Linked DNA regions of Sus scrofa: region 2 is linked to region 1. A link is a contact called in public Hi-C data. All regions are on one chromosome and are shown on one strand. The core of a region is the stretch at or near the end of the contact, and the rest is flanking DNA. Distances in the headings are between cores, read along the strand shown. Region 1 holds the start of GALNT16 (polypeptide N-acetylgalactosaminyltransferase 16). Region 2 overlaps GALNT16 (polypeptide N-acetylgalactosaminyltransferase 16).

Region 1 (4,112 bases), core at 42-2,541:
ACCAAGAACTTCCCAGCACCCCAGGCCCCAGTAATGCCAGGTAGCTCTCTTCCTTGAAAACATCAAGTGCTTTCATCCTCTGGACCTTTGCTCAGGCTGTTCAGGCAGCTGACACCCTGCCCTGTCCTCGCCTTGCCAGCCTCTTAAGAATCTATTCAAAGGATTTATCCACCTTCTGTGAGAAGCCTTCCCCTAAGACACCCTTGCAATACATTATGTCTTCCTCTGTGACCCCTGCTTGGTTTATTTAACATCTGTTCACTGAGTATCTGCTCTGTGCCCGACCCTGTGCAGGTCTCCTGGAACAGGGGTAGTTCCGCCTGGGATGTCAGTAGTTAACATCAGATTCTCAATGCCACCAGGGATGGGACCGAATCTCAATGATTTCTGTGTTTGTGTCTCTCACTCCCGTGTTTTGCACTTTGTGGAAAGTGTCAGACAGAGAGGTGGCTTCTAGACTGGGCTCTGCCCACTAATTAGTCGTGTGATCTTGGGCGAATCTTCCGGCCCCTCTGGTCTCCCTTCTTCCTGATGATAAAACCCCAGCGTTGTTCAGGGGACAACGAGGCAGGGTACAGGGAGGCATCACGAAAGCTGGGAGCTCCCGGCCAGTGAAAGAGGTGGGGTGACGGTACCCTATTCTCCGTTCACTGGCTCTGAAGCAGCGCCGCTTCCCCTTCGCTCTCTTCGAATGTCAAGTGCACCAGCTTCCAATCCCTCCTCGGGGCGGGCCCTCTGGCAGCTCGGAATCCTAGGCTGCGGAGGATTCCAGTGCAAACTCTAGACTCTACTCCCGCCCAGCCGCCCCTTCCCAAGGACTCGCCGAACACACCTTAAACCTCGCTCCAGAGCGCAGTTCAGAGCGCAGTCCAGGACCGCGGCTCCGCGGCGCGGGCCCGGGCCGGGGTCGCGCATCTCCGGTCGGTGACTCAAGGCCGCTGGGTCCGGGGGTGGGTGAAGGTAGGCGGGACCGACCAGCGCCGCGCGGAGGCAGCCGCCGGGAGCTCGGCCGCCCAGCAGTGGAAGCCGAGACTGGCTCTGGCCCATCGCCATTCCGCCGCGGGCGTCTGCCTCGCCCGGCCTTCCTCCCGCGCGGCTTCGCACCCGCCGCACTCCTCTCCCTGGGCGCAGCAGCCCCGCGGCCGGCGGGGGCTGGAGTTCGGGGCGGGCTCTGCGCGCGAATGAATGGGCGCTCGGGGGACGCGCGCGCCTGGGGCTGAAGGGCATTAGGACCATGAGGATCGCTCCGCGCTCCTGTCTCTCCCTATCACCCCCCCACCCCCACCTCTCTCCTTTTTCTGCGCTGCAGGACTGAGCAGCCCGGCGCGAGCGAAAACAAACAGCTGGGGCTGCGAGTGCCCCCTTTCCGGCCCCAAGAGCACGCCGGCCCGGGCCCCTACTCGGGGCGCTCGCCCGCCCACCATGAGGAAGATCCGAGCCAATGCCATCGCCATCCTGACGGTAGCCTGGATCCTGGGCACTTTCTACTACTTATGGCAGGACAACCGAGCCCACGCAGCATCCTCCGGCGGCCGGGGCTTGCAGAGGGCCGGCAGGAGGCCGGAGCAGCTCCGCGAGGACCGCACCATCCCGCTCATTGTGAGTACGCGCTGTGCGCGGGGCGGCCGGCAACGGAGGCGCGCTTCCTAGCCCCGCGCGGCTGCAGAGGGCGCGGGGCCGGGCCAGGGGCTGCGTGCCCGCCGCGCCCCGCCAGCATTGTATATGTTGGAGCATTCCTGTCCGTTGTTATGGCAACCGCTCTCGGGCTAGCGGGGCCAGGGCGCAAGGATGGAGGGAGGGTGACAGCGAGTGGGGGCTGGGAGAAAGTGCTGCAAGTTTGGTGGGCCCGGCGTCCGCGCACGACTGGGAACGTGGCCGCTTTCTCAACACTGCGCCGCCTGGGCCGGGGGCTGCCGGTGCGTTCCCCCGCCCTGGAAGGCAGCTGAACCTTGAGCGCAGACAGCCGGCAGTGGAAACCGCTGGGTGCTGAGCGCGTAGGTGGCCACGCGCACCCCCTCTCTAGCCTCCTGGGGGCAAAAGATGTGTGGCGGGGACGCGGGGTGAGGCTGGGTCACTAGGGGCTGTGCTGGACTTTGAGCTCCCTTTTCAGCCCGGGTAAACTTGAGTTTGCTTCTTTGGCACGGAGGACTCCCCGCTATTGGGGATGTCAGGGTCGCGGAAAGCTGTTGTCCAGTACACGTCCCCCACCCCCACACCAGTCCATCACGACGAGTGAACCAGCAGCGTCTGCGCCCAGGTTCGGAGATAGCCTCTCACGAGATGGGCCCGCGACGTCAATGCGAGCCGGGAAACCAAGTCGGCAGGGCAAGCGGGGTGGGGGGCCTCCGCGGAGGGGCAAGGGCGGGAGCGCCCTCCAGGCGCTCTGGGGACCTGGGCCAGCGCGTACTTGTCTCGGCCTCCGCCCAGGTAGCAAGCAGCTCGTGTGGCTGGGGCACCTGTTGAGACGGGAGGCTCCGGGACCCGCAAGAGGCTCGCTCCAGGCGGGCCGCGTTCTTTCGCTGCAGGGCTGCAGGCGAGCGGTGGGCGAGACTCTTGGGCGACAGCCGGGACGAATTGCTGGGCGAGGGCAGTCTAGCCAGGAGGAAGGAGAGCAAAGGGGCTGAGAGTGGGAGAGTGGAGCCGGGTGGCCATTCTGGAAGATCTGGGCCTGGGGCGGGAGGGCGGTGGGAGCTCCTGGAGAGGCGCAGAGTCAGGAGGGCCGAAGGCTGGTGTGGAGCAGAATCTGAGCTATTTGTACCAAGGCAGCTGAGCTCCAGGAATATAGTGTGTCTGTCGGGGCGTTGTGTGTGTGGAAGTGCTCTCATATTCCCATCTTGCGGCAGCTTCCGTGTCTTGTTACCCACCCAGAAAGAAGTAAAAATCCTCTGCCAAAGAATCGTATTTCCAGGCTTTGCCTGAGGAGACCTTGGGGTTTGCAGGGGAGTTTTCCCCAGCTCGACACCCACCCCCACCCCCAGCTTCCCAGATCCCTGAGGTCTCTGGGGGCAGCCTTATTACGTGGAGTGTTTCCTTCTAGGCTGAGGGTTCCTGCCACTAGGGCACTGTTTCCAAAGCACTTGTGGATGTTTGGACAGAAAGGCTGATGAAGAAAAAGCCTCCTCTGTAAAGATCCTGGAGTGCTGGGTTAGAGACACATTAGACAGATTAGAGTCGGAACTGGGCACTAGGGCTGTGGCCTGGGACCCTAAGGGAGGGTCCACAGTGGGGACTCTTCCCAACTGAGCTGCCTGGTTCTTACTCTCTGAGAGGGGCAGCTCTGGGCCAGGGTAGGCGGGCTTGGAATGGCAGGGGAGAGGCAGGCTGGCCAGATGTTCTGTCCTTCTCTGTGGTGACGTGATGGAGGAGGGTCTGAGCTGGAAGAGGGGGAGGAGGGGAGGGAGGAGGGGGAATGGAAGGCAGGAGCACCGGGAAACTGCAGCTCAGGAGCCCGCGGCTGGTCTCCTCACAGGTGCTTCGGTTTCAGAATCCCGGAAGACCATTCAGACCTGCGAAATGATGAAAGCCTGGGATTGGGGGGGTGTGTGGGTGGTGGTGGGGGTGTTGGGGATACTGGTGGAGGCTGATGGCACTTGTTTTGAAGGGTAGAAAGTGGAGGTCATGGGGCCTCCAGTGAGCATCCTCTCACCCTCGCCTTTTTCCCATGGGGTTTCACTTGCTGCAGATTAGAGAGGGCTGTGAACTGGAAGCCAAGTTTGTTTGTTTGTTTGTTTTGTCTTTTTAGGGCCACACCTGCGGCATATGGAGGTTCCCAGGATAGGGGTCAAATCGGAGCTGTAGCCGCCAGCCTGCGCCACAGCCACAGCAATGCCAGATCCTTAACCCACCGAGCGAGGCCAGGGATCAAACCTGTGTCCTCACTAATGCTAGTAAGATGCGTTTCTGCTGAGCCATGGCGGCAACTCCTGGAAGCCCAGTTAAAAGTGTGAAGGGACGTTCCCGTTATGGTGCAGTGGGAACAAATCTGACTAGGAACCATGAGGTTTCGGGTTCGATCCCTGGCCTCGTTCAGTGGGTTAAGGATCCGGCGTTGCAGTGAGCTGTGGTGTAGGTTGCAGACATGGCTCAGATCCTGCATTACTGTGGCTCTGGTA
Region 2 (4,670 bases), core at 443-2,942, 67 kb after region 1:
AGTCAGATGACTGTTCCTGAACCCGTCCCCTCCATCTGGGAGTGCAGTGATAAGATCAAGCTTAGCCTAGGTCTTGTGCCCATCCCATGATGTGATGGAGGTGTTGGTGGGATTGGAAGGCAGTAATTAACAGCCCTGCCAGGAGCACGTGAGTGAGAAGGAGTCCCTAAAACAGGGGCCTCCCCTTCCACCTCTCGGTCCCCCTCAATTCTAAGTGTTGTGTTAGCCAAGTGGAGCTTATCATCATGACAGCTCATCCCTTGCTTACCCATTAGCCATTGTTTTTTTTTTTTCTTTCAGGTGCCTTTCATATGAATATCATTTATTCATTATTACATATGTGCTCTACTGTGCTTGTGTCTTATGTCTAGCATAACACCAAAAGAAGACAAAATTATTATATAAAAATAAATATAAATAGCAGTTCTCTTTTCTTCTTACATCCTAATGGAATCTCTTGTACTCCCCAACTCCCACATCCACTCCTCTAGGCATCTGCCACAGACTCAGCTGGCACACAGGGCATATTGTAGGCATCAGGCAGACAGCCATTGCTTTTGAGTCCCATTGAGCGCTGTTCTGGGCTTTTGGATCCAGCATTCAACGAAACAGACAATCCCTGCCCTGGTGAAGCTTATATTCCTGTGGGAATTAGCAGTCAAATACATAACACAAAGAAGCAAAATACCCATAGAACATCCCATGGTGGGAGTTCCCATCGTGGCTCAGTGGAAATGAATCTGACTAGTGTCCATGAGGATGCAGGTTCCATCCTTGGCTTCGCTCAGTGGGTTAAGGATCCAGCATTGCTGTGAGCTGTGGTGTGGGTCACAGATGAGGCTCGGATCTGATGTTGCTGTGGCTGTGGTGTAGGCCAGTGGCTACGGCTCCGATTTGACTCCTAGCCTGGGAACCTCCATATGCCAAGGGTGCGGCCCTAAAAAGACAAAAAAAAAAAAAAAAAATCCAATGGTGCTAGGCGCTATCCAAAAACACATCAGGCAGGAGGAGAGGGAAGATGAGGGCAGTGCTGGGCCCACAGTTTTACAGATGGTGGGTGGGGCAGACTCACAAAGAGGCGAGGTTTGAGCAGAGCTGTGTGGGGCAAGGTGGCTGGGGTGGAGGGAGCCATGCAGACATCTGGGAGAAGAGCCTTCCAGAAGGAAAGCAGAAGGAACAAAGGAGCTAAGGGGAAGAGTGCTGGCAGGCTCAAGGAACATCAGGAGGCCAGTGTGACTGGAGCAGAGCCAGGGGTGGGGCAACAGTAGCCTCTGAGTCCAGAGAGATGACGAAGCGTTAGCTCATAAAAAGCCTCCTGGGCCACTGTGAGTACTGGGCTTGTACCCTGAAGGAGAGCGAAAGCCACCAAAGGTCATGTGTTGTGTCAGAGGATCCCATTTGTTCACCGTGGTTTTTCTCCCAGTTGATTATAAGTAGGTGAGAGCAGGGACTCTGTCTAGGGATCTATTCCTTCATTCACTCACTCACTCATTCATTCCTTTGTCCAATAAACATCTGTTCACTACCTACCATGTGCCAGGTGCTGGGAGCTCACGATCCCATGGAAAAGAAAGCCCAATCAAGCACAGGTGTCAGTGCCATGTGGCCTAAGAATCCCACAGACGGCCTCCAGTGCCCTCGTCCGCTCCAGAAAGGGCAGCAGTGTGAGTCCCGTCCAGCAGCTCTGACTGGCTCCAAGCCCAGGACCTCAGGTCTCTCGGGCGGATCCAGATATAGCTCCTTATGGGCCCGCAGCCCGGAGCCAAAGGATGCGTTTTCCCCTTGCCGATATGCTTCGTAAGCAGTGTGGCTGGGAGGACAGGACAGGACAGCACAGCACGCTTCCCGTTTAGAGGAGGGGAGAAGGGAAGCAGCATTCATGGGTCACCAGCGTGTGGTGCCTGCGCCAAGGCTGGACTCCTGCCCGAGCTGGGGTTGCAGTGGGTGAGGTTCCACGGCCAGTTCTCCGGTTACCTGTGATCTAAGTTTGAGGGTGGGAGTTTCTTCATGATCCTCCAAGGCCACACCTGGCATGGGATGGAGGACAAAAGGAGGTGATCTAGTGTCCTAGATTTTTCTTCTGGGGCCGTACTTTTTATTTATTTCCATCCTCCCAGATTCATGGTATCTGCACAAAGTAGACTTTCAGTAAATAGCTTTTTTTTTCTTTTTGTCTTTTTAGGGCCACACCCACGGCATATGGAGGTTCCCAGGCTAGGGGTCGAATGAGAGCTGTAGCCACTAGCCTACACCACAGTCACAGCAATGAGGGATCTGAGCCAAGTCTGCAACCTACACCGCAGTTCATGGCAATGCCAGATCCCTAACCCACTGAGCAAGGCCAGGGTTGAACCCTTGTCCTCATGGATACTAGTTGGGTTTGTTACAGCTGAGGCATGATGGCAGAACTACCTTTTGTTCTTTTCTTTTTCTTTTTTTGTCTTTTTAGGGCCAGTAATCTGTTAACACTAGTGGTCTGTGCCTAAGATGCTGCCTGGATGTGCAGGGCAGGGGTCTGCAGCGGGCTGCGGAGCATGGGGGAGGGCACTGGGGATGACCCATCGATTTGTTACCTGGGGGACCAGGCTGGTAGGACTTCCCATCATTGCCACAGGCAGTACAGACATGGCTGCTTTGGCGGGGGTTGATGAAGAATTCATTCTGAGGAGTTCCCGTTGTGGCGCAGCGGTTAATGAATCCGACTAGGAACCATGAGGTTGCGGGTTCGGTCCCTGCCCTTGCTCAGTGGGTTAACGATCCAGCATTGCCGTGAGCTGTGGTGCAGGTTGCAGATGCGGCTCGGATCCCAAGTTGCTGTGGCTCTGGCGTAGGCTGGCAGCTACAGCTCGGATTAGACCCCTAGCCTGGGAACCTCCATATGCCGCGGGAGCAGCCCAAGAAATGGCAGAAAGACAAAAAATAAAATAAAATAAAATAAAATAAAATAAATTAAAAAAAAAAAGAATTCATTCTGAGGCGTTGAGTTAGAGATACCCCTGGGACACTCAAAGGCCTGGAAGTCTCAAGGTCAAAGACCAAGGGCTACGGGAAAGGAGAGTTCAAGAGCTGGAGGGAAATGCGCTGTGGTGTGGGCATGAGAACTGGTTAGATACCAGGTGGAAGAGCTCAGGGTGGTGATGGGGCGAGGCTAGGGAGGGGCCAGATAGAAAGGTCACATCCTACCCGTCCTCAGCATCCCCTCCCCTTGGCTGTCGCAGGGCCAACGGACACTTCCTACAGCATCTTTGATGAGGTCTAGTTCAGTTTTGAGGCCTAGAGGAACTGCTTTCGAGATGCTCTTCCAGGACATTCTCTGTGGCCCCGAGACAGCTTTGGATGAAGGGCAGGAAGCAGAAGGCTGGGGATGCAGACGGTACCAGAAGCATTCCTTCCACTTTGGGGCATGTAGGTAGTGCTCAGTGGAGCTTTGCTGAATAGGTGGATGGATGAAGGAGTGAGTGGATTTAAGCATCCATAAACAAATGGATAATCAGGCGATCCTTGGAACTTACAGAGGGATGTTTAAGTGCCTGGTAGACGGGTGGCTTTTTTCTTTTTTTTTTTTTTTGCTTTTTTAAGGGCTGCACCCACCTTCTTCAAGGGCCTCCACCTGCCTATGGAGATTCCCAGGCTAGGGGTCCAATCAGAGTTACAGCCACTAGCCACAGCCACAGCCACATCAGATCTGAGCCTCTTCTGCAACCTACACCACAGCTCATGGCAACACCAGATCCTCAACCCACTGAGAGATGCCAGGAATTGAACCCTCAACCTCATGGTTCTTAGCCAGATTTTTTTCCACTGCGTCACGATGGGAACTCCATCTTCTTTTTCTTTTTTTTTTTTTTTTTTTTTTTTTTAATGGCCTCACCCAGCATATGAAAGCTCCTGGGCCAGGGATTGAATCCAAGCCAGAGCTGCGACCTACTGGATCCTTAACCCATTGTGCCAAATGTCAAACCCACACCTTTGAGGCATCCCACACCACTGCAAGCAGATTCTTAACCCACTGAGCCGCAGTGGGAACTCCAGATGTTTGATGTTTGCTCTTGATCAGTGTTTATTGTGCAGTGGAGGAGTGTGGGTTGAGGGCTCAGAGGTTTCTTGAGCCCACGGAGTGACCACAAGCCCTAAATAAATGAATATGGGTATTTCCCTCTGTTCACTTGCGGGATATTCAGTGGCATGCACTCCCTTTGGCAGCTTCTGCAGATTTTCTCTTATTTCAGCTCCTCTGTGATCAGCTGGAGGCCGCTTTCCATTTCCCTGATCTGGGCTGGGTGGAAATGGGGGAGAGAGGAAACCCCCCCACTTTTCCTGAGTGGGAAGGACATGAAGGCGTTCTCATCCTCACTCTAGCAGGTGACAGCTCGGGTCCTTCCAGCAAACCAGGGTTCCAGCCAGAACCTTCTCTCTCTCTCTCTCCTTCCTGCTCCCTCCTTCCTCCTTCCCTCCTTCTCTCCTTCCTGAGGTGCATTTCGGGTCCTTGGGGGCTCTGCCCCATCTGTCCAGCCCTTGGCGTGGCACCAGCCGCTGCCATTGTCACCGTCCTGAGCATGCGTGTGGCACGGGGCTGGGCTCAGTGGTCAGGGGAAATCCCTCACTGGCTCTGACTCTGGGAGCTCAGGGACTGGTGGGTTGGAAGCAGAAACACCACAGAGAGGCAGCCC

The links. A called contact is a pair of places that touch in the nucleus more often than the background predicts.
Region 2: a contact with region 1 is called in a Hi-C map of subcutaneous adipose tissue, with 1.7 times the contacts expected there. The contact joins the enhancer-like site here to the promoter of GALNT16 in region 1. A contact is called at or near these places in 11 of 47 Hi-C or Micro-C datasets (alveolar macrophages, fetal heart ventricle, heart right ventricle and 5 more) and 1 of 2 datasets of contacts at active chromatin or transcription factors (skeletal muscle).

What each region holds. Positions count from the first base shown.
Region 1 is chr7:92,928,081-92,932,192 of Sscrofa11.1, forward strand. It overlaps GALNT16 (polypeptide N-acetylgalactosaminyltransferase 16), which reads left to right and starts at 1,292. Exons shown (of 15, transcript NM_001244918.1): 1 at 1,292-1,599. The coding sequence starts at 1,423.
Region 2 is chr7:92,995,064-92,999,733 of Sscrofa11.1, forward strand. All of the region lies in intron 1 of GALNT16 (polypeptide N-acetylgalactosaminyltransferase 16), which reads left to right. Among named protein-coding and RNA genes, the nearest start is that of GALNT16, 68 kb to the left of the region's middle. Within about 2 kb of position 1,693, at least 19 of the 83 cell types and tissues checked have an H3K27ac peak or open chromatin away from gene starts, as enhancers often do. A contact at or near this core is called in retroperitoneal adipose tissue, skeletal muscle and subcutaneous adipose tissue, where this site is marked.